6 separate regions of the Mus musculus genome follow, and regions 2, 3, 4, 5 and 6 are each linked to region 1. The links are chromatin contacts, called in public HiChIP or PLAC-seq and promoter capture Hi-C maps. All regions are on one chromosome and are shown on one strand. The core of a region is the stretch at or near the end of the contact, and the rest is flanking DNA. Distances in the headings are between cores, read along the strand shown. Region 1 holds the start of Atf2 (activating transcription factor 2). Region 2 holds the start of Lnpk (lunapark, ER junction formation factor). Region 3 holds the start of Sp3os (trans-acting transcription factor 3, opposite strand). Region 4 holds the start of Mtx2 (metaxin 2). Region 5 holds the start of Hoxd8 (homeobox D8). Region 6 holds the start of Hoxd4 (homeobox D4).

Region 1 (3,936 bases), core at 931-3,430:
ATCATCCAATCACTTTCATTGAATTATCTAATTACTTTCATTGACTTCTAATCAAGGAGGGTTCCAATACAAATTTTTTTGTTTTGTTTTGTTTTCGAGACAGGGTTTCTCTGGGTAGCCCTGGCTGTCCTAGAACTCACTCTGTAGACCAGGCTAGCCTTGAACTCAGAAATCCGCCTGCCTCTGCCTGGGATTAAAGGCGTGCGCCACCACGCCCAGCTTCCAATACAAATTTTGCTTTAAATATAAGACTTACTTTTCTAAGGGCATTTCAATAAGAGTAACAAAAGAAAGTGATACCAGTTCACAGAAACACATATCATTTTGGAAGAGACTAAAGTCAAAAATGAGTGGAAACAGCATGTAAGGTAAAGTTATTTACTAGATCTAGCAATATAATTGATTAGGAGAGTACAGATAATAATTAAAACTCAAGTTTTCAAGTTTTCTTAAAAATAAAAAAAAACAAAAACAAACCTAGATTTCTTGACTTAATGTTAGTCATGAAATATTTAATGGATAGTATCATTTCAAAACAATATAGCTTTAAAATTTTAAAATACCCATGAAAACATCTCTAAACATCTCTCCAATTATTTATTAATGATTTTAAGACCTAGAACCTTAATTATCACTCAACTATCGATGGCCTTAAAGATCCATGTACTTAGTTTTCTTGGCTTATATAGGATATGTTTTTAGCATACTCTACAAAATATTTCTATACTTTTGAAAAAAGTTTATTGCAGGGATTCTTCAAATAGGTTTAGCAAATTTAAATACAAGACTCTTATTTCATCTAGAGTTAACTGTTTTAAAATAAGCCTTTATAAAGTCTTACCATTTGGGTGCTAGAGACCCAGGCCATTTGGCGCTAAATGAGTAGTATTCCTGGAACGGTTATTACTTGACAATGGCCAAGGGTTAAGAATTTCTTCAAACAGGACAAACTGAGCTCAGAACAGTCCGTGTTTGGTCAGATGTTAAAAACAGCATTACCTGCATCTGGTGTGAACGTGTCCCTAGTTTATAATCCCCAAGAAACTGTGACTTCCACAAGGTAAACTAGGTATTAGTCGATGGGCCTAGAGTCTATCATGAGTATCCCTTTTACTCAATTATACTGGTGGTAGTTTTACTCGACCTTCCCAGTTTAAGAGTCTCCATTAAAGAAGAGACAATTTTATAATACCTATGTGCATAAAAATAGTTCCCATCTCCTCCAAGGTCTGGTTCAATGAGTGAGCATCCCGGGGAGACATACACACATCTCTCCCTACCTCTCTTCCTTGTCCCTGGGGTAATAAAAGGCACAGATTATTTTCCTACAAAAGCTCTGCAGAACACCGGTCGAAGTAAATGGGGTGTGGGGGGGAATAGCAGAATCAACCTGCACCCACACCTCAGCCCCGCCCCACCTGGAAAGGGGGGGGTGGCGGCGGCGGGAGTGTGAGGGCGGCAGAAAGGACAGAAAAGGCCGAGACCACCAGCAGGTTCTCCATTACCATTGGCTCCATCACGTTCCACCGAGGCCAGAGACCCTTGCTTCCCAATCCTTCAACGCACCATCCCAAACCCTCGATCGCCCGAGTCCCCGGTGGGGAGCCCAGCGTGGGCCCTCTGGGCAGCGCGATCAAGGACTAGCGGCGGGGGTCTCCCCGACAGATGGGCGGATCCGAAGGGCGCCTCGGGGACCTCTCAAGTGACCACACCAGAGGAGAAGTCGGAGGGAGGGGTCGGAGAAGAGCCGTTATTCCTTCTCGCTCAGGCTTGGGAAAGCGCGCGAGGGAGGGGCCGGCCGGAGCCGCAGCGCGTTACCTAACGGTCCGGTCGCTCCGCCAGACCAGAGGCGGCAACGCGGCCACCGCCGTCCGTAGGGTTGGGGTCCACAGCAGGGGCGCAAAAGGGGTGGGAGGCGGGGGGTGGAGACTACAGGCAGCGACGTCGCCATGTTAGCACCTTCTTCCTCTGCATCCCTACAACCTCCAAGCCCGTGGCCCTTCCACCATTACTCACCTTTCCAGGTCACTAATTCATGGTCCTGCCAGCCACCCGCGAGCCCGGAGGCCGGCCGTGTTTACAAACTAGCCCCGGAGGAGAGGGCTGAATCGCACTTTAAAGGCCACGGGCTCCCACAGGCTTCCGTCCTCTCTCGCGAGATCCGACTGACAAACCTTCTCCCCGCCCCACTCCCGGCATCCCTGCCGCTTTCTTCTTGCGCCCCTCCCCTTCACGCACACGCCCCTTCCTGCTTTCCACCGAGGGAGCGCCCGCGGGTCAGGTGACTCCGTCGTGCCTCGGAAAAAGGGCGGGTCTTCAGGAGGGCGGGGGCGGGGAGGCGGGAACCAAAGAACACTCGGACGCGAGTGATTGGGCGAAAAGCACGAAAGGCGGGAAGCAGGTCCAAAGGGGCGTGGCCAAGGTGCCCAAGGACCGTTGTTTCGGTAACCAGGGAACTGCAGAAAGCTGTGATTGGCAGCCGTCGGGAGGCGGGCACGAGAAGCTGCACCGGATCTGGGGCGCGCGCGCAGGTGGCGGAGGAGCGAGCAGGAGGGCGTGGGCGGTGTGAGAGAAGAAAGGTGAGGTCGGGGAGCCTAAAGGAGCCCAGCCCTGGCGCCGGATGTCTCTGTCGTATTGGTTTCTGACTTCGCTAGGGATATGAGACTATGAAGGGAGAAGCGCTTCTGGACCACTCTCCGTGTACCGAGAAGCCAGAGCTGGAGAGAGAGCTACGCTTAAGGTTTTGGAGAGTCGGGGTTTGCCAGTCATCACCTCCGCCCCCATGTGCACACTGAAGCAAAATAAGTCAGCCCTGCGTAGAAAATAGAAACCTTTTCTTAGAGAGTTCTTTGTTCGGATTTTACTAAGCCAGAACTGGAGCCGATCTTCCCCACCACCCTATGTCAAGTATATGGTATATTACATACGAGTATGTTCAAAGGCAGTGATCAAAAGGAAATACACCGTCTTCCACCCCCATGTCACCATATTTTAAAACAAAGCAACGATCTTTTTCCTAGAGAAAAATTCTTGTAATTATGAGTGTTTCTTTTATCAAATTTCCTTTACTTAGTTAGATATAAAAATACAAATTTCAGGGACCGAAGAGATGTCTCAGCGGTTAACAGTACTGGATGCGAGCCGGGCGTGGTGGCTCACGCCTTTAATCCCAGCACTCGGAAGGCAGAGGCAGACGGATTTCTAAGTTCAAGGCCAGCCTGGTCTACAGAGTGAGTTCCAGGACATCCGCAAGTAACCCTTAAGCCGTCTATAACTCCACTTCCAGGGTACCTGACGTAGAATTAAGAAATTAATTAAAATTATTAATTTCAATAGAATCACTTCATTCATTTAAAGCTTAAGAGATCGGTATTAATTTTTTTATTTTTTTAAATTTTCGAGGCAGGGTTTCTCTGTGTAGCCCTGGCTGACCTGGAACTCACTCTGTAGACCAGGCTGGCCTCGAACTCAGAAATCCGCCTGCCTCTGCCTCCCAAGTGCTGGGATTAAAGGCATGCGCCACCACGTCCGGTTTGGTTAATGTTTTAAGGAGGACTAAAGGACGCCAATGAGAACCCAGCAGAGAAGAGGCATTCTTCCCACAATATTTTCCTTTGCTCTATAAATTGTAGTGCCAAAGAAATGCCTGTTAATGTAGGAAGTAGGTTTCAAAAAAACTAGGGGGCGGGGCGGGGGAAGGAACTGGACAGATGGTTAGGAGTGCTTGCTGATGTTGCAGAGCACCCAAGTTTAGTTTCCTATCACCACATACCTGCTCAGCTGCTCATAAAAGCGGGGTGGGGGTGGGGATCGGACAACCTCTTCCAGCCTCCGTGGGCATGTGGTGCACATTCGTTTATGCAGTCAAACACTCATACACACAAAGTAATGTCCTTAAAATTGGGGGCAAGAAGAAGGACGACTGATTAGTGTAAT
Region 2 (3,890 bases), core at 1,014-3,513, 690 kb after region 1:
AGCATGTATGACCTTAAGGGCTGAGTGCATCTAAATGTGGGGGGTTAAGATTTATTTTCATGTGTATGAGTATTGTGCTTGCATGTATGTGCACCATGTGTGTGCCTTGTGCCCAGGGAAGTCAGAAGTGGGTGTTAGAGTTACAGATGGCTGTGACCCACCATATGGGTCATCTGAGTGCCCCCAAGCTCTCCAGCCCTCTACCATACTGATGATGTTTTCCACTGTTATTCACACTCAGACCTAAGTGTTTTTCTTGAATTCTCAACTCACTTCAAATCACATTAAAACAATGGGATAAGGATTCAAAACATGGCTCAGCCATTTACCAGCTATATGATCTTAAACTTAGAGAGTTCTTAAACTCTGAGCTTTGGCTAATAAAGCAGTTAGAATATTTACATTCCTTGGAATTGTATAAATTTAGTGAACTTATTTATCACTTGGCACAGTATTTAGCACATAGTATTTAGGTAATTTTAGCCATTACTATTGCTGTTACCAAAACCACATGTAATATCTAAATGAAGCATGTGCCTAACATTCCATTAAATGAGTGCATATTTTAATTATTTCATAATTTAAAATCTGTAAGTATAAAATAAGTTTGTGTTTTTACTAAAAATATTTTTCTCATTTACCCTAGCATGGAAATAAATAAATGGAGTATTTTTCAAGCACTTCCCATTATAATAAACGTATAAGCCTTCATAGAAAACAACAAAAGAAATGGAGTTTTGTGGTTTTTAACCTTTGATTCCAAACTTAAATATAAACTAGTCACCTTTAACAGCATCTCCACATTATACTACACAATTTGGGTTTAAATGTGATTTGTTCGAAATCGCTTTCAAATGTCCAAATAGGCAACTCTGAAATATCTTACACCAGGTTTATTGCCCAAAAAAAAAAAAAAAAAAAATGGTAAGCACACTTCTAAAAGCACTTTTAATATGAGATGACCACCACAAAATAAATAAATATAAAAATTAAAAATAAAAAAGACTGACAGGGAGATTTCTATATGAACTCATACCTTTATTAGAGTCACCTATCCAAGCATTCTTCCAACATATAAACACCATAAACATTTATTAACATCATTACTATGGTGACCCCAATAGATGTCAAGGAACTTTTTAAAACTTCACTTTTAAATGAACCACTCTTGCTTAAGGTTCGTATTCGAAATCAACTTTGTTCTTCTAAGAAGGCACTATGGAGACCTTTGGGAACTAGGTATTAGCCCTGCCTGCCAGCTTGAACATATATATGCCTGTAACTAAATTTACTCACATCCATCACACCTCTAGACAATGTTGTCAACGCTAAGACTGAGGCCACAGAGACAGAAAACAATAGGCTCTAAGCACCACAAACCAGAAACCAAAAAGTAAGAACAGAACACTGAAAACTCAGTGAGTCGCAGGTGTTGCTTAAAACTGCACGCAGAAATAAATTCACCAATCCGAACTCTCCGTCCGCAAACACACCATCAAAGAATTAAACCTACTGATGCCCCTTGGAGTTGCTTTTCCCGGGTCGCTCCTGTCACCACGCACCTTCGTCCTACCCCACCCCTCAGACTGGTCGCTGTCCCTCCAATAAGTAAGGACAATGGTTGTGGAGCAGCTCCTCTAAGTCGCTCACAATCCACGCCCACACGCGGACGGAGCAGCATGACACTGACAGTTTTCAGACCTTCCCGTCGTGCCAGCTCAGGTGGACGCGGAGGTGATCGGGGCTCTCAGGGTGGATATTTCAGCTAGGGATGTGCTCTCTGGGACCTTCTGACACTTCTTAACACAGGGGGGGCCCAAGGGCTCGGGCTCTAAACAGCCACTGCGCGGAATCCCTGAGAACATACCCGGAAAGAACACCGGCCTCAGGGGAGGCAGAGCCGGGTCTCGTGCGCTCCGGAGCCGCTCGGGCCGCTGTTCAGGGCGATCCACGAGAGAAGGCGGCAACAGTGTACGGAGGGCAGCAGCCCCGCGGCGTGTTCCCCAGCCGCCACCAAGCTCTAGGCCACTTGGCAGGGGCGGAGGCACCCGGGCCGGCGCGCCGAGGAACCCGGAGACTGGTTCCCGCTGTCCGGAGCGCCTCCGTCTACGCGGCCCTCCCTTCACAGTCCTACCTGAGAAAAGCGGGCGCCGCTCGGCCTGGGCGTCCACTCGGGGAAGCCTGGGTCGCCACCGCGTAGAGCCTCTGGAGCAGGCAGCAGCACCTACAGATAGAGCGCTGGGCCCGGCCAATGCCTTCCCATCAAACCCCGCGCTCCTGCCGCCAGCCAATGGGCGCTGCAGCCGGCGCGCGCCGCTCCCCCATCACGTGATCCGGCCGGCCCAGCCGTTGGTGCCTCAGAGCGGCGGGTGTGGCAGGAGGATTTAGGCTGAGTATCCTCCGCGCTAGTGTAGGCTGTCGGTCCTCGGGGCACCACAGGGTAGGGCGGTTCCGACTGACTCTTACTAGTTCTGCCTCCTTTTCTCATGAACAACTCCCACGCCCCAGTCTCGCCAAGAAAAGAAACTGATCCTGATTGTCCCAGACCTTCTGAGCGAGAGAAGAGTGGGGAGGACAAAGGGGAGGGACGTTGAAGGTCGAGACCTGTGTGTCTGGAAAAGAGAGGGTACCTGAGATCCCAGATCAGCTGTCATCCAGAAGGCAGCAAAAAAGTTTACATTGCATAGCTCAGAAGCCATCCCAGCCAAGCAAGTGGAGAGAGACAGACAGACATCATACATAACACCTCCTGGCCATACCCCATGAGGGCTTTAGGCTTGTTTCTGTTGCTCTTGGACGTCAAAAAGGGTCCTTTCATGACTACGCGCTTATCTCACCAGCATGAGAAGAACTTGAAATGATAAGGATGGTCTTTTCAAGCTAAGGGGTAGCAACAAAGGCTGAGCTTTCCAAAATTACACTCTTAACAATCTCCAAAACCTCTGAATAACTGGGGCCCCTTAAACAGTAGTGCTGTATTTCCCTAAGAATTGAAAACGACCTAAAGAAGGCTGTATTCCAGTCAACTGCAAGTATCAATAACAAAACTTCAATGGGAGGGGTGGGGGCGCTCCATAGGCAAAATTAGGAGGGAAACTTCAACAAAAGCTTTTATGTTCTGTGTTCAATCACTTTTACGGGTTTTTCTTCTTTAGTTAAGGAAGAAAATGTTTCTGATTTTCAAAGTGCAATAGATATAATAATATGCTATGTTTACACTGACAACACCAGCAGAGAAGAAGGCATAGACATAGTATCTACTTTGTAAGATAATCCCCTAAATTCTAAGATCTTCAGTTACAGCTTTGTAAACTTAAAAGAATAGGAGAGAGCTAAACTTTAGTGTGCCATGTATCGCCTCACCAATGTGGAAGAAAGTAAACAGACATTTCACCAGTTTTTATTTGGAAAATTAGCCATTTTATTTCCCAGCCTTGGTAGTTTCTAAGAACATAAAACTCGTGCTGCCTCTTGTCTCAGATCTTTCCTAAAGGGAACAGGAAAGTTTTGTTTGTTTTTGTTGTTGTTGTTGTGTTTTGTTTTGTTTTTGACTCTTGCTAATACTTGTCCTAGGGTTTTTCATTGAGCTATCAGGGAGTTTAAAAATAAAACAGGACAGAGAGAAGAGAGCTAGCTAGAGGCAAAGATTCTAAAAGATCTAATCCTGAAAAAAAAGTTTCTAGGGAAATCACATGAGAAAAAATGTTAGCCTAGCCAGGTTTGAAAGGGAAACATAAAGTCTAAATCATCTCTCAAATCTTCCCAAGTATTTTTCAAGTGAGGAAACAAAGTAGAAAAATATGTATAGTGCTAAAGACAGCACTATATTTATATTTGTCTTATAAATGGAGAGGATATCCACCGAGGATATGGCTAGATGGTAGTAAGCT
Region 3 (3,752 bases), core at 693-3,192, 910 kb before region 1:
TTGGAGTCTAAGCATGATGCTTTCAACCCTGTGCTTCTCCTCACCACTCCCCTCCCCATCTGTAAGCACATTCTGAAACTTTGATAGTTACATGAAAAATTGCACTTTATTTAAAGTTTATTTTTCAATTTTACTTCTGAGGTAGTTTATTAAGGAAAACAATAAACTTAATTTGACACTTTGGGACTAGGGAAATATAACTTACTTTAAAAGTTTACTAATCTGCTTAACGTTTCTTTAAATTTAAAAGTTTTCCCAAACAGCTTTTGATATTTTAATATGCTTAAAAAATACATGACATTAAAAATGCTCCCACTGTCCATAGTCTAATTTCAGACTAAAAATATCTATTTACTAATACAGAGTAACAACGTTGAATGACTAGTATACAACAGCTAACTTTTCTAACAGTGACAACTAAACTGACACTACATAAATCGATTGCTATAAACCTCTTAAAAACTTAGTCTTGAGGCGTGTTTTAACTATCTTAACAGGTGAACACACCTTTTCACAGTAAGCTAAGAGCAGCAATGGTCCACACAGATGTAAAATTCACATTGTCTACAGCACCTAATTTTACACTGAGTCTTCACTAAGACTTGCCGCTCCTCTCCACAACCTAGAGGTTCTAAAATTTACAAAAGAATCCCATCAGACTCGTTATAATAAAAATAACATTTAGCCAACCAATTTCAACTCTTAAAAGTATGAAGTGTGCTAACAAGCATGTAAACAAAATGACTTTCATCTACTTTTTAAGATTGATATTCTAGAAAACCTCAAAGGCCAAAGTTATTACTAACTTCAAATTCAAATTTCAATAGCCTCCCAACTATTTCACTTAACCCTACTCAGAACAAAACTAGTGCAAAGTTGGAGTAGTCTGCAAAACGCCAACAATTCTGAATGATCAGGTTAAAAAATAATAATAATAAAAATGTTCGTCCCTGCGTATAAAAGAACACCCTCCTTAAATGATCAAATACCCAAGATCTGGAAACTTGCTCCAGATTCAAAAACTCTAGAAACTAGAGCCATCCTTGCCTCGGTAGGTGATACTATCTGTGACCGATAGGCTGTGCTTGCAAATGTAGTGCAAAGAGCGAGTGAGTTTTCAAGTCCTGATACGAATTACTTAAACATCCATTTTGGAGTCCCGTGCCCACCCCCCACCTCCTCCGTCTCAGACTTCATTTTGTGAGGAATTTTGCGCGCGATGCCGCAGTGACAATCTCCGGAAAGCGCGGGCCGGCCCGGGCTCCCACCGGGGACGCGAGCGAGCAGGGAAGCGCGGCAGAGCCGGACGGCCCGCGCGTGACGGCCGCGCGGCGGCGGGAGGCCTTGGGCTGGCGGGCTGGCGGGCGGGCGCGCCGCAGGCCCGGGATGGCGGGCGGGCGGGACTTACCGCTCCGGCGGCGGCGGCGGGGACCCCGGCGGCGGCGGCAACGGCCGCCTCCTCGTCGTCGTCGCCCGGCGATGGCGGCCCTATCTTGCTGCAGGTAGCGGCCAGCAGAGCGAGCGGTGACGGCTGAGTGTCCTACCCGCGATGGGCGGGTTCAGAGAGGGAGACAGGGAGGGGGGTGGCGGTTAGGGCCGGGCCCGCTCGCACAGGAAGTACGGCTCGCTCCGCGCCTGGCCGCGCCGCCAACCCGGCCCCGCGCTCTCCTCCTCCTCCTCCTCCGGGGTCTGCGGCGCCTCTCCCCGCGCTCGGTGGCCCGCGGCGGACGGCTGCGCGCCGGGCCTCTTCCCTCCGTCCGGATCCCACCCGGGAGGGCGCGCACACTTGCACACTCACACACACACAAACACACACACAAAAAGGCGGCGGGCGGGGGCGCGCGGGCGGGGTCGGAGCGTTGGCGCCTCGGGCGGGCAGCTCCCGGGGCGGGGGAGGGGCGGGCGAGCGCGCGCGGGAGGGAGGGAGGGAAGGAGGGAGGGCGAGGGGAGGAGAAAGCGGCGCGCGGGGAGCCCGGCCGCGCTCAGCCGCTCCTCACCTGGGCCGCCGCCGCCGCCGCGCCGTTTCCGTGCTGCTGCTGTTGCTGCTGCTGCTGCTGTAGATACTCGCCGTGGCCGCCGCCGCCTCCGCCGCCGTCCACGTCCAAGGCAGCCATTTCCTCTTGTTTCACGGGCTTTTCGGGAGCTGCAGGCACAGCGCGGGGGGAGGGGGGAGGAGGAGGGTGGGGTGGGGAGGAAGGCGGGTGCGGGGAGGGAGGGGGCCCGCGAGCCGCGGCCACATTAGTGAGCGCCGGGCGGCCCGGGCCCTGCCCCTCCCCTGCCCTCCCCCCGGCCGCGGCGGCCACGGCGGCGGCGGCGCGCTCCCTCCTCCCCTCCTGCTGCCCCCGCCCGCCGCGGCTGTAACCCTCCTCCTCCTCGTTCCCTCCTCCTCCTCCCCGCGCTGCCCCTGCCCCCTCTCCTCTCCTCTCCTCTCCTCCCCTTTCCCTCCGCGGCGCTCGCTCCTCTCGCACCGTCAGTCACTCGCACACGCCCGCCCGCCGCCGCCGCCCGCGCCCGCACACAGGGGGGATGCGCTCCCGGCGGACCGGGCCGCCCGCCCGGAGCCCGGCGGGCACTCGGCGCTGGGGCTGGAAGGGCTGGACAGCTGGCTGGCGGAGATGGGAGTGCGGCTTTCTGCCTCCGCCGACACTCGGTCGCACGCTCCCGGAGGCCGGGAGCCGGCGGTGGCGGCCCCGGGCTGGCTGTGGGCGGCAGTGGCAGCGGCGGAGGCAGCGAGGGTTGCTCTCTCTCGGCTTTACGTACCGGTCATAGTGTGTTTAGGACAGCTCAGGCGGGGCTCCCCGCCGCCTTACACATGGTGAGAAGCGAAGGCGGCGGCGGCGGGAGAGGATGCGGGAAGCGGCGGCGGACACGGCCGGAGCGGTCCGGGGAATTTTTTTTTTCCTATTTTGATTGACTGTGCGGGAAACACAAAAGGTGGAGCCTCCAGCCCAAAAGGGGGGAAGAGGGCGACAGCCCGCCCGGAAGTTCCGCCCCTCTTCCCGGCTCTCATTTGCCGCTAGGCTCTCCGTCAGCTCTGTTCATTGGTCCGGACGCCTGTCCGTCGCTCGGCCTGGCGGCGGGCTTCCTGTTTGCCCCCGGGTTGAAGGGGAGAGACAATGAGCGGCCGTGGCGCCGTAGGTTCTCCAGAACGGCCCCGGCTCGCGCGTTACCCCGCTGTGCCAGCCTCGTTCCTCGGCTGCGGCTGCCAGACCCGAGGCGCAGGCCTCTTCCACTGGCTGGCCCTGTGTGCAGGCCTCGCCAGGCTGTCGGGGAGCCGAGCTGGGGAGGAAGTCCGTCCCCGGTGGCTCCGGCTCCACTCGACGTCTCCTCCATCCTGGCAGCCGACCGGACTGGATCTCCCCAGGGCCCGGGCGCTCGGAGCTGCGTCTTGCCAGCGCTGCCAGGAGGCCACCGCCGCTCGGCCCCAGGGCTGCTGCTGCTACTGAGCAAACCGGACCCGCCCCACGAGCCCTGGGGGAGGGAGCTGGTATTGGGGGAGACACCCCCTCCGAGGCTGGAGGAGGACGTTTTCACACACATTCAGCTCTTGGTCGCAAGTCGGATCCATCACCTTCTCATCCTCCCGAGCTTAGCCCGTGGTTACCAACCATCTACTTTTGTGGACCCTGGAGGCGGGCACTTAGAGCAAAAAGATATCTCCAGTCCCTTCATAAAGAAAAAAGGTTTTAGTTCTGGCCAGTGATATCAAAGCAGGCTTAGTTATGTTTTTATTCAATGAGATACAGTCACCC
Region 4 (3,983 bases), core at 1,192-3,691, 930 kb after region 1:
GAGCAATAAACCTGCTGCTTAAAAATGACCCAGTCTAGCTAGGTGTGGTGGATCATACCTTTAATCCTCTAGAGGCAGAGGTAGGAACGTCTGTAAATTTGAGGCCAGCCTGGTTTACATAGTTCTAGGACAGCCAGGCAGCCAGGGCTATGTAGAAAGACTCTGCTTAAAAAAAAAAAGAAAAAGACAAATTAACCTTAACCAGTCTAAGGTATTTTCTTCTAGCATCTAGGGCAGGTTAAGACACTTGCTTTAGTAGCAAAGGCAGAGTGTCTTAACCCAGTGCTTCAGAGGCACCCCAGCCCCTGTTTATCTGTGTTCCTGTGTAGCATGCCGACTGAAACTGCAGAATCATTCCATTTGTCTGACTCTCGCTCTCTTGCTCCCCAATCTGTCTCCAGCCTCTGACTCTAGCATCCTTCTCCATTTGGGGCTCACCTCTACCCCTCACACTTGCTTATTGTTTTCCCAGTCAAATCCTGGGATAGGACACTACATCTGATCCAAAACAGTCAGAGCATAGCATCTATAGCTTCAGAAAGGCAACGGATAAAAGAGGCCAGCACAACTTGATGTGACAATAGACTTCCAGTTTTTCAAAGCCGTACGTACATAAAATCCCTTGTGTAAAGGACAAGAATGGAAGGGTTGATTGGCAGGAAGATACCTACAACAGCTCATTTCTCTGGGTCAATATCAACCTCAGGATGAGGAGGAAACTGGGTGCCACATACACTGTTGGGGTTTCCTCCCTCAGCACAAACAGATGGCATCCTACCATCTTCCTTGTGTTTCTATAAGCCTCTCATGAACTCTGAACTTCAGGCAGAGAAAAAGATGCTTTCAGAAGTACTTTGTGTCTATTTAAATGAGGAAGCTTAAGTTTGGTTGAATAGACTTCTCATTTGCTGTGGGGGCTACTGATACCTGCTCTGGTTTACTCTTCAAAACTTCTTACCATTTTATGTCCTCTGAGAAGACTTCTATATACTAGCCTCTGGTATTTATGGATGTGACCATATTTGCAAATTGGCTCTGCAGATAAAACCAAGAAGAGGTCATAAAAAAAATGAGTAGGCCTTAATCCATTGGCTGGTGCCTTCAGTGGAAGACAGAAGTTTGGACAAACAGATGCAAGGGAGAATGTTGCCTAATGGTGGGAGCAAAGGTGGAAATGACTTGTCTAAAGCCATGGAATGCCCAGGAACCCTGGAAATCCTAGAAGCTGGGCAGATGGAGGAAGGACATTTATTTCTATGTCCTTGAGAGCAAGCATCGTCTTGCCAACACTTTAACCTCAGACTTCTAGCTTCCAGAACCAGAGAGTAAATGCATCCGTTGTTTTAAACACCCAGTGTGTGATAATCTGTCCCGCACCTCTAAGAAAGCAATATACTACTTAAGTATATGAACAGAAATTTAGACAATAAACTGTAATGGAGGGTCAGAGATCTGTGGACAAGAAACAAAATCGCCAGGCGTGGTGGTGCACACCTTTAATCCCAGCACTCGGGAGGCAGAGGCAGGCCAGGTACAGTAGTTTACTCTAGGGTTGGGTGGGAGGTGGGCAGGGACAGACCAAGTTCCGAGTGTTGTTGGCCAGCCTAATCCTTGTGCTCCAGATTCTCAGTGAGAGACCCTATCTCAAAATAGAGGATGGAGAGCAACTGAAGAGGTACTGAGACACTGACCACTGTACAAGCTGATGCATGTGTGTGTATGGGCTATGCTACCGAGCCTGAAGACTTGAGTTGGATCCCTGGAACCCACATGGTTGGAGAGAACTAAGTACCAAAAGTTGTCTTGGGTCTATACACTGACACACACACACAACAACATCGTCTCACCTCTCCGAGCCATGTTCTCATCAGCGAAAGGGGGCTTTGGCTCACCAAATGATTTCTGAAATCAAGTGTAACTTTATGCTTCTAATTTTCTAATTCTGTAATATTTATGATTTTTGGTCAATTGTAACCTATAGTTAAAAAAAAAAAAGATTAGACTAAGAGGAAAGATTCAAGGGATCTAGCGCCCTTCCTTTTACTCTTGTTCCTTCTACACTCAGAAACAAGTAATTGAAGTGCTTTATTCTCCAAGCTTCATTTTGGGTGCTTGGAGTTGAAAGATTAAATTATGTCTCAGCTCACAAGCTGTGTAAGCCTCCTTCTGGCTAGCGCATTTGAACAAATAACCAACACTAATATCAGTCTATGGACCCCGAATCCTACAGTTAGTGGAATTGAGAGAATTCCTGAGTTTCTGGGCTCCAGTAGAACCAGACCAGGCACTTGAACCTCTTGAAGCTGTTTCTGTCTTGTTGAACTGCTGAAAGGTTGCAATCAAATCCAAAAGACTCTAGCCAGAGAGCCTGCTCTCTTAGGGCTCTCGCAGGTCCGGAGCGCGCGGGGCGGAGCAGCCGGAAGTGCCGGCGCGCGTTGTCAGCGACGCCGGAAGTGCTTGGTCGGCCTGGCGGTAACCTTGCGGGCCGAGCCACCGCTGCCGAGGTGAGCTCTGCTCGTCTTAGCGTTGGCCCAGCGAAGCTCGTCAGCTGCCGGGGGAAGGCCGCCGAGGTCGCGCGGGAGGGCGCCGAGCGCCGCGGAGCTCAGGCGCGCGCGCAGGACCTCGCAGCCGACATGTCTCTGGTGGCGGAAGCGTTCGTCTCCCAGATCGCAGGTAGCCCGTGTGGGCGCCGACGGGGCGGCGTGGGTGGCGGCGGGGATCCGCGTGGGGAGGCGGAGGGCTGGAGTTTCCCTGTAGCCGTGGGTCGAGGGTGCTGAGTCTACAGCCCGGGTGGAGGCGGCAGCGGCCATGGAGGCTTGGCCTCACTTTCTGGATGAGGAAACTGAGGACACATGGCCAAGGTCACCCTGCAGGGACAGAGTCCTGACCTCACTCCCTCCGCGGCGCTTTGTTCCCCGACTCCGCGGTTTAGGTGGCGGAGGCCCGGGGCTGGGGATCGAGGTGGGGGCGTGGCCACGGGTTGGGTCCTCGCCTCCCCCAAGGTTTCCGTGGGAATAGGGCAGCCTCTCTGCTCTTGGGTTCTCAAGTTTAAGGTGACTGTCACTCTTGAGCTGCCCTTCTTTACCTGTTGTTGATGGGTCACCCGAGTTGTTCTCCAAGCCATTTGCAAAGTCTGTGGGATTCTTTGAATTATTCTTAATGGGCATGAAGTTTAAAGAAAGTAAACATCTTTTGACACACACACACACACACACACACACACATTCGTATTGAAGTTTTTATTTTGGCGAAAGTGGCTATGATAGAAAAAAAGAGTCAAGTTAATGGGATGAATGTTAATTCCAGCAGTGTTTTCAACGTTCGAATGAGGAGATAGTCACTAAGATAAACAGTCGTATTTGGGGTAAAGTAGTACATTGGAAATGAAAGTATAATGTGTTATCAACTTTTCGAAACGCTTTCCATTGTATTGAATTTGTGTGAACTTAGATTTCCTTTAAAATAGCATTTTATAGGAGAGAGGATAGAAGAGAGATTGTAAGCTTCATGAAAGCAGGGAATTTTGTTTCCCATTGTATCCTAGGACCTGTCTGTCAGTTCTCTTTAAATACCCATGACTTGAGTAAATAACACAGATTTCAAGTAATGTTTCTCTCTGACTTTATCAGTGAGGTTGAAAAAGTCAGGCCTCTGACTTGAGGTCAGTGGTTTATTTTAGACTGATACTATGTCATAAATCATTTCACAGTATATGTTTGTATTCTGAATGTATATATCCAATGTGTGATTTCTTTTCAACAAGAAAACAAGAAATGGTATTTGATAAACTTTTGATAAGTTCAGAATTCTACCTCAGTTAGTGAAGTTTACAAATCCCCAGGAAGTTTGTATTTGTCTTAAGGTGCTTGTAGTGGTCTGTTATGGTAGTAGGACATATTTAAAGCTAGATAGTTCAGTAAATAGAAAGTAGTATAGGAACAGCTCCTAAGTCAAAATATAGCATGAATTAATTCTCGATGTAT
Region 5 (3,654 bases), core at 159-2,658, 810 kb after region 1:
CCGGCCCCCGCCGCGCTCCACCCGGGACCACAGCCCGCCCGAGTCTGGGCGCCTGGGTTGGGACCCGGGAGCCCTGCGCCCTGCCCTAGGAAATGCCACCCACCCCGGCATGATTCCTTCTTCCCACTGGGAACGTTTCTGCCACTCTTCTCTTCACTCTCTCAGCGACACTCATGTCCCCTTCCCACATTCTCTCGCCTCCCCCTCCCTCCCTGTGGCCAACACTGACGTCTATCAAGGGTGAAATGATGGAAACTATATTCATGGGCATGATTTCCATTAAATATCAATTAACCTGGGAGCCTCAACCAGGCATGCAGTGCGTCAAGGGTAAATGTACATCTCATTTCCACAGGGCCTGCTTGGCTGGAAAAAGCAGGACTTTGATTCGCTTTGATAAGGTCAGGATTCGGAGGCTGGATTGTGGCTTTTTAATCAAAACCACTTAGCTAGGCCCAAACAAATGCAAGGACCAATCAATCCGTCAACCTCGCTCGTCCACAGTAAGAAATGCAAAAAGAAAAAGGAAAAAAAAAAAAGCCACAGCCAGTCTCTGCTGGGCAGATCCAGGAGCCTTGCTGGAGGAGAGACCGTCTGCTCCGAGGCCTCCTGGGAGTGACCACCCCGCCTGGCCCAAGGCTAAGGTTCGGCCGCGCCCCCTCTCTGCGGACCCGGGGGGCCCCCCGCGAGCCCTTGGCAGTGCGGCTTTATGGGCCCCCTTTAAGGCTGGCGGAGGCATCCCGGGGCCGGCGTGCGGCGTCCCGTCCGGCGCAGGGGCCGCTTCGCCGCCGGCGGGATCCCTCCGCGCGGTTATCTCGCCCCCCATCTCGCTCCCTCTCCTCGCAGTGGCGGGGCGCGAAAATGCCTCGCCGGCGCGCACCGGGGCGGCAGCCTCGGCGGCGGCGGCGACAGCGCTGGGAGGGGGCGGCGGGGGGGAGGGCTGAGGTGAGAGGTGGCACCGGGCAGAGGGTGTGTTCTCTTTTCGTCTCCCTGCAGAGCGGGGGCTCGGCAGCCCCAGCCTAAGCGTCTCCCCCGTGGGCCGCGCGCACTCTTTTTTTTTTTTTTTTTCCCCTGGTCCGGGTGCGCTAGGGCCGCCTGGAGCCGGAGAGGAAACTGGAGGCCGCGGGGCAGGTCGCCCGGGCGTCCGCGGTTCCACTGCGGCCCAGCAGGCGCGCGCCGGGAGAGGCCCGCGGGGCGGAGGCGGCGGCAGCAGCGCGCGGGGGCGGGCGAGGCCGCGTGGCCCGCGAGGGAGGCGGCGCGAGGCCGAGACGGAGGCGCGAGAGCCAGGCATGAGCGGCCGGCGGCCGGACGGTCGAGCCTGAGCGGGGCGGGGGAAGCGCTCGCCGGGCGACGAGGCCCGGCGGCCCCCGCGGGCTCGAGTGAGCCGCCCCAGAGGCCCCCGCGGCGGCGCGACCGAGCTGAGGCGCGCCCCTTACCGGCTCCGCGCCGCCGGCGGCCGCCGCCCCGATGAGCTCGTACTTCGTGAACCCGCTGTACTCCAAGTACAAGGCGGCGGCCGCGGCGGCGGCGGCGGCTGCGGCGGCCGCGGCGGGCGAGGCCATCAATCCCACTTACTACGACTGTCATTTTGCACCCGAGGTCAGCGGCCGCCACGCCGCCGCCCTGCAGCTCTATGGCAACAGCGCCGCCGGCTTCCCGCACGCGCACCCGCACCCGCACCCGCACCCGTCGCCGCCGCCCGGGTGCGGCGGAGGGGGCGGCCCGGGGCCCGGCCAGGACTACTTCCACGCCGGCGCGGGCAGCCCGACCGCTGCCTACCAGGCCGCCCCACCTCCTCCGCACCCTCCGCCTCCGCCGCCGCCTCCCCCCTGCGGCGGGATTGCCTGTCACGGGGAGCCCGCGAAGTTTTACGGATACGATAACTTACAGAGACAGCCGATTTTTACGACCCAGCAAGAGGCCGAGCTGGTACAATATCCTGACTGTAAATCGTCCAGTGGTAATATTGGCGAGGACCCAGACCACTTAAATCAGAGCTCGTCTCCTTCTCAAATGTTTCCCTGGATGAGACCACAAGGTTGGGATGCGCTATTTTTTTTTTTTTTTTTTTTTTTTTAAGGAGGGGAGAAAGGGAGAAATCTGCTTTCATCTCACGTTCTAGCTTTAAAACTCCCCTGTCCTTTCCCTCTCCCCTTCCTTTTCCTTCTGGTGTAGCCAATGTGGCTCTTGTACAAAAACTAATACAGACTTTTTAAAAGTGTGTAAAGACGGGGGCAGAATAATTGTGAAGAGCTTGTCTCTGCCTCTCTTGCCTCACACCCTATATCTGTATGAGAATTAAAGACCACTGTGTATTTCACCTCTTAAGCCCGTTCCAGAAAACTCCAACAGCATTCAGAGAATCAACCATTAAAAAACAAAAAAACGTTGATTTTCCTCCCCCCCCCCCTTTTTGTTGTTGTTTTTAATCAGCAGCTCCTGGTAGACGGAGAGGAAGACAAACCTACAGTCGCTTCCAAACCCTAGAGTTGGAAAAGGAATTCCTTTTTAACCCTTATCTGACCAGGAAGAGGAGAATCGAGGTCTCCCATACTCTGGCCCTCACGGAGAGACAGGTAAAAATCTGGTTCCAGAACAGGAGAATGAAATGGAAAAAGGAGAACAACAAAGACAAGTTTCCTGCGTCCCGGCCGGAGGCAAAGGATGGAGACCCCAAAAAGGAAGTCTCGGGGCTGGAAGAAGACGGAGCTGAAGGCTGCCCCACAAATTAAACTCTACCTTTACACTTCTACCACAGACTATTAAGACTGATGATCAGTATAAGTATATACTGGTGGACACCACCGGTCCTCCCTCTTGTGTTTTGGAAACGGACTTTACCTGTGTTTCAAGCTACCTTAATGTCACTGCTCTTGAGGTTTCTGCGCTTTGAAAGGGATTTCTGTGTTTTTAAAGAGAATAGTTTGTAGTATCGCATAGAAGCAGTCCTTGAGCTGTCCTATAGAAGGGTAATTTGATACGGACCTTGTGGCTATATTTTTATAATGGTAATTTTTAACGTCTGAGCTGGTGGTTTGCCTCAACAACATAAACTTCCTAATGATCAGCGCTAGATGATTGAATATAAAATGCTTTATTAATCAAACAAGTGCACTTGAACATTTTAAATCTTTATGGTGAGTAAATTAAAAGAAGTTTATTAATAATGTTTTTAAAAATTATGCCTGCAGAATATTTACTTTATTATTTGATTAAATGTATTATTTATATTTTTCTTTCTGCTTTTGTAACGATGGTTCAGGTGTCTTCTGGCTCACTTCCAGGAGGTTTCTTTGAGCATTTTTGTAAATGTTTGTCAGGGAAGAGTCTGGGCCAAATATTGGAAAAGCACATTAGCTGAAGAGTGCAATGTATTGTCCAGGCTGCCGATTCCTTAAACTTGGGAGAGTGTTGTCCAGTGACAGGAGTTTGAGGATAATGTCAAAGTCGACATTTAGTTGGGCTTCTGTAGTCCATACAAATTATGGCCATTGAATAATCTAGAGAATTAATACTTGAAAACTAATTGCAATATTTTCACTAACTATTCATTCTGGCAAGTGGCCTTGCTTTCTTTTTGAACCCTGCTTGTAATGGCCTGGGGTTTCTAGGTCTCGATGCTCTGTGTTTCTGCTTTGTCAAGTAGGTGCCATA
Region 6 (3,968 bases), core at 118-2,617, 830 kb after region 1:
TCAGGAAGTGGGTTTGCAAATGGCTGGAAATTAGCATGCAAAGAGATCTTTATACAAAGAATGTTCTGGGCTGTGTGGGGTTTCTGATAGGAAAGGTTGTTAGTGCATTTGATTTATAAATCAAACGTGTGTGTGTGTGTGTGTGTGTGTGTGTGTGTGTGTTTTACAAATCTGTGCAGCACATCCATTATTTTATCAGAGTAGCAAAAAAAAAAAAAATCACACATTTTCACAAGGTTTGTGGCACCTCTGTAGGGCCAATGGAGGGTGATGGGGGCCAATTCTCTTCTTTTTTTGTGCCTCTTCTTGGGAGGTGGGGGACTTCCTGCCATTCCCCACTCCCTTCTCTCATGTCTCCCACAAGCAGAGACAGCCACATTCTCTGTGTGGAGTGTCCAGCCCTTTTCCTGGATTGCTCAGCAGGATAGACAGAGATAGTCCCACACTTCTTTCTTAGGCTCTCCCTGTGATGGGGGCCAGCAGTAGGGAGGAGTTACAGAAGAGCCCACTCAGATGTGGGCCTTCAGGGACCCTTGAGCACTGAGCTAAATGACTTGGGCACACAGTGGGGTTGTGCACATCTGACTTCCTGGGCTCAGGTTCTTTGAGAGCCTCCTGTGCTTCCTCACACCCCGCACGCACCCGGCCCCTTCACACCAGGGCTGTTTTATTGCTTTATTGCTTTAAGGCTCTTCAGAGCCTTACTCGCCAGAGTCCGGTGGGGCCTGTTCTCCACTTTCTCACTTCACCAAACCTCAAGTCTTGCTGTTTTAAGCAGTTTGGTCACTTGCAAAGGCTTCTCTTTCAGATCTGAGCAAATTATAAAAACCCCTAGGCATGTGGCAATCTTCAACTTTCACCAAGCCCCATCCACAACAATACAGAGGACACTAAGTGTTAATCCCAGCTGCCTCCCCACCCCCAAGGCCACCCAGCCTCTCCCCTGGCCACTCTTCCCTATTGAATCAAGCAAAAAATCTCAAAAATAATTTCCAACTTTTGCGATAAGCAAGTAAGAAGTAGCCTTTGTCTTTCCTGCTTACCACATCGAATGCTAGAAAATGATTGAAATAAAGGCGGTGATGGTACTCACAGTGGATGCAGCCCAAGAGTCATAGGACAAGCCTACCAACCAGCCTTGTCCAAATAGCACTATCCCCCAATTTAAACAGCTTTCTCTGAAAAGATGCAAGTTGAAAAGCCCGGGGTATTGATATGAATATGACCTCTCTCGCATTCTGGATATTTGGAACTATTTAAATCCAAGGGAACAGTTGCAGTGAACCTTTATTTAGTGAATAAAAGTTTAAAGCCAAAGGTTATTTATGGTTCTGCAGAGCCGGGACCTGAGTGGCTATTTATAAGCACGTGATTCCAATAAACTTTGTTTTATGGCTTGAGAGTTGACAAGCCAAAATATAATTCCCACCATAAATTAGGTTAAGAGCATACAAGTGCAGATGCTTGGTTCCTGTAGCAGCGATAGGCAAGTGAGAGGCTCCAGCCAGCGCCCCGGGCTCAGGAGACAGCTCTCCTCTAAGCTTCTCTACCAACGAAAAGAAACCCAGTAAGTCACTCATTACTTTGTCCACAATAACTCTAGAGTTGTGGGGCAGGGGGTCTGAGCCCAGCCTTCTCTGCTTGGGGAAAGCCTATCTATTGAAGTTCATTTTAATTTTAGCCTAAGCCTAACTTAATAAATTGAATGGGGGGTCTTGGCATTTCCCTCTCCTGTGTATACCTGGAACGTTGGGAAGTGAGGGCCTTCTACCCCAAAAGCAGGACTTACACTTGCCTCTCAGTAGTGGAGCAACAACTTTAAAAGTGGAAGAAAGCAATGATGGGGGGTGGGGAGGAGAGGGGACCGGTGTGGAGATGAGTTACCTCTGAGGTAGTTCAGAGCGGGGTTTGCCCCCCCTTTTCTTTTTCTTTCTGTTCCTAGAAGACTAAAAACTTGAAGATGGACATGAGTGCCCTGGGAACCACTGTTCTCTTTGATCGGTCTGTAGGTTCTCCTGCAGGTATGTTTAAAAAATTAATGTCAAACAGATAGAATGAGATCATATTTTAGACCATGTCTGTAAGATCTAGATCATTTTCCTTTAAACACATCAATTTCCCTTTCTGGTTATCTTTTGGGTTCTCATTTCCCCTCGGAAGGAAATGACTGTTTTGAATTGGAGACATGGAAAAAAAAAAATATGTCCCTGCCTGCCATGCCTCCTCTTTGAGGAGAATGCAGGTTTGGACGCTGGGGTGGAATTAAAAACCAACCTGAAACTGGAAAAGGAGGTCTGAACTGTTTCCAGAGGGAGCAGAATTGGGGTCGGGACAAATAGAATGTCTGCAGGCTCTCACCAGTGGGCTCGCACCCACCCTCCCACACCAGAAGGAAATGCACAAAGGCCTATTTTCTGACTTCCCATTTCCCCCCTGGGGAAACCCTGCCTCAGGCAGTCTGAGTCAGGCCGTATAACTGGTTGGGTTTTGCCCAAGGGTGCGTGAAGTAGGGTAGGTGACCAGGACAGACTCCCATAGCCCTTAGCTCTGCCTTTGAGGATGCTATCAGAGGAAAACTTTGTGCAGTACCCGAAGGCGGTCACCAGAAGCAAGGAGTTCTAGGTATTGGTGGAATGTCTGGGCCTTGTCACGTTCTGCATGTCGCCTATGGATGCTTTATTGTCCTGTGAAATTTGAGAGACCCCACTTTCATTGCAACAGGTTTTGGAGCGTCAGGGAGAACGAGGGAGAACCACTGTAAGTACCTTCCCTTTTCTTCCGAGGAACGAAAGGGTAGTGCTAAGACTGGGAGGAGGTGGGCGGAAGGTCCGCGCCAGCGGTGATGGGAGGGTTAAGGAGTAGCGGAGTGGCGCTGCCTCCCCAGGCCAAAACGGACTCGCTTCGTGGAGGGATGGAAGCTCTAGGCTGACCCTTTAGGAAGTATTTCTGGGACCTAGTTCACAGTCACCTGCTCAAGTAAACGCACCGCAGGGGACCGCCCTTGTCTTCCCGGACCTCTCTGGACCATACAGGCCTTTGCCAGGCTTCTCTGGCTCGCACAGGTGCAGCAGACTTGCAGCTAATTAGCAGCCCACCCTATCAACGAACTGAACTACGGGCGGGCCAGCATCCACAACTGCTAGAATTGACCCAATCAACACCAAGGCAACGGGGGTCCCTCTCTGCTGTCCAGCCATTATTCTCTCTGCCCAGTCTATCTCAGCCTTCTCTTGCTGTATATAGGTTTTAATTTAAAATTTGATTTATTACAGACAAAAACAAACATATAACCCTTGATGGTCTTGGGTGTGTTGGATTGGCCTGTTTCCAGGAAGGGCTACAACTTCTGAGCTTATGTAGACATTCCTCTCCTGTCCCTTTCTGGGTCCTAGCTTCACTGGTGTGGGTCCCAGTTTGGGATACCCGGTGAACAAAAAGAGTACTTTCTCTTTCCCTCCGTTTCTCCTTAGCTGCAGTTGAAGAATTTCTACTCTACTCCAGAGTCCAGTGGAATTGGGTGGGATCAGAGGCAGGGACTCCAGTTCTTTGGCTCTGAAGTTTGAAGCTGAGAATGCTGGTGACATCTTCTGGGTGTCATTAGAAGGGTTGGCACTAGAAGGAGAGTCAAGGAAATAGTAGAGGCTTGCCACTCACTGCAAACCACAGGTAGTTTAATTTTAATGGAACAGTAGCAGATTGGTAAGGACCACAGGGACCAGGCATCCTCCCTCTCTTGTGAGATGTCTTCCCTTCCTGGTCAGAGAAGCTGAGACTGGGCTCAGGGCCAGGTTTCTTTGCTGGGCCCCTGGTGAGGCTGAGCTAACAGGGAAGTGAAGACCTTTACAGCTTGTAGTTCCTTCTATGAACCAGGCCTGCACACAGTGAACCAGGCTCCATGGTGAAAAATCTGGACTCCCCAGACTTTCTCTGGCCTTGCCCCTGCCCTCTTCCTTGGCACCCTTGGCTGT

What was found. Promoter capture Hi-C pulls out the DNA fragments that hold promoters and counts their contacts. HiChIP or PLAC-seq counts read pairs in DNA pulled down with a chosen protein or histone mark. Capture Hi-C pulls out chosen DNA fragments and counts their contacts.
Region 2: a contact with region 1 is called in a promoter capture Hi-C map of neural stem cells. The contact joins the promoter of Lnpk here to the promoter of Atf2 in region 1. A contact is called at or near these places in 8 of 39 promoter capture datasets (the 3T3-L1 cell line, the C10 cell line, the HPC-7 cell line and 4 more), 4 of 484 Hi-C or Micro-C datasets (CD4 T cells, embryonic stem cells and regulatory T cells), 14 of 115 datasets of contacts at active chromatin or transcription factors (the 230-238 cell line, acute myeloid leukemia, astrocytes and 10 more) and 2 of 9 other capture datasets (adipose tissue and liver).
Region 3: a promoter capture Hi-C map of liver shows a contact between it and region 1, with 2.5 times the contacts expected there. The contact joins the promoter of Sp3os here to the promoter of Atf2 in region 1. A contact is called at or near these places in 2 of 39 promoter capture datasets (cranial neural crest and pre-B cells), 1 of 484 Hi-C or Micro-C datasets (olfactory sensory neurons) and 2 of 9 other capture datasets (adipose tissue and liver).
Region 4: a promoter capture Hi-C map of pre-B cells shows a contact between it and region 1. The contact joins the promoter of Mtx2 here to the promoter of Atf2 in region 1. A contact is called at or near these places in 4 of 39 promoter capture datasets (hematopoietic stem and progenitor cells, liver and pre-B cells) and 1 of 484 Hi-C or Micro-C datasets (B cells).
Region 5: a contact with region 1 is called in an H3K27ac HiChIP or PLAC-seq map of differentiating embryonic stem cells, with 10 times the contacts expected there. The contact joins the promoter of Hoxd8 here to the promoter of Atf2 in region 1. A contact is called at or near these places in 1 of 39 promoter capture datasets (pre-B cells) and 11 of 115 datasets of contacts at active chromatin or transcription factors (craniofacial prominence, differentiating embryonic stem cells, embryonic basal ganglia and 8 more).
Region 6: a promoter capture Hi-C map of embryonic stem cells shows a contact between it and region 1. The contact joins the promoter of Hoxd4 here to the promoter of Atf2 in region 1. A contact is called at or near these places in 2 of 39 promoter capture datasets (embryonic stem cells and pre-B cells) and 1 of 115 datasets of contacts at active chromatin or transcription factors (embryonic stem cells).

The regions. Positions count from the first base shown.
Region 1 is chr2:73,890,459-73,894,394 of GRCm38.p6, forward strand. Atf2 (activating transcription factor 2) reads right to left here and starts at 2,181. Exons shown (of 15, transcript NM_001025093.2): 1 at 2,017-2,181. It overlaps Gm10822 (a long non-coding RNA gene), which reads left to right and starts at 1,950. Exons shown (of 3, transcript XR_003953852.1): 1 at 1,950-2,281; 2 at 2,453-2,579.
Region 2 is chr2:74,576,685-74,580,574 of GRCm38.p6, forward strand. It overlaps Lnpk (lunapark, ER junction formation factor), which reads right to left and starts at 2,264. Exons shown (of 13, transcript NM_027133.3): 1 at 2,135-2,264. 4930445N08Rik (RIKEN cDNA 4930445N08 gene) reads left to right here and starts at 2,360. Exons shown (of 2, transcript NR_166470.1): 1 at 2,360-2,440.
Region 3 is chr2:72,977,490-72,981,241 of GRCm38.p6, forward strand. Sp3os (trans-acting transcription factor 3, opposite strand) reads left to right here and starts at 1,943. Exons shown (of 3, transcript NR_045269.2): 1 at 1,943-2,106. Sp3 (trans-acting transcription factor 3) reads right to left here and starts at 2,957. Exons shown (of 7, transcript NM_001018042.3): 1 at 2,761-2,957; 2 at 1,998-2,143; 3 at 1,409-1,540. The coding sequence starts at 2,767.
Region 4 is chr2:74,823,371-74,827,353 of GRCm38.p6, forward strand. It overlaps Mtx2 (metaxin 2), which reads left to right and starts at 2,442. Exons shown (of 10, transcript NM_016804.4): 1 at 2,442-2,673. The coding sequence starts at 2,634.
Region 5 is chr2:74,704,081-74,707,734 of GRCm38.p6, forward strand. It overlaps Hoxd8 (homeobox D8), which reads left to right and starts at 1,409. Exons shown (of 2, transcript NM_008276.3): 1 at 1,409-2,038; 2 at 2,434-3,654. The coding sequence starts at 1,468. The coding sequence ends at 2,732. All of the region lies in intron 1 of Gm38462 (predicted gene, 38462), which reads right to left.
Region 6 is chr2:74,720,611-74,724,578 of GRCm38.p6, forward strand. Hoxd4 (homeobox D4) reads left to right here and starts at 1,368. Exons shown (of 6, transcript NM_010469.2): 1 at 1,368-1,567; 2 at 1,943-2,021; 3 at 2,722-2,757. The region is part of intron 1 of Hoxd3 (homeobox D3); the gene reads left to right.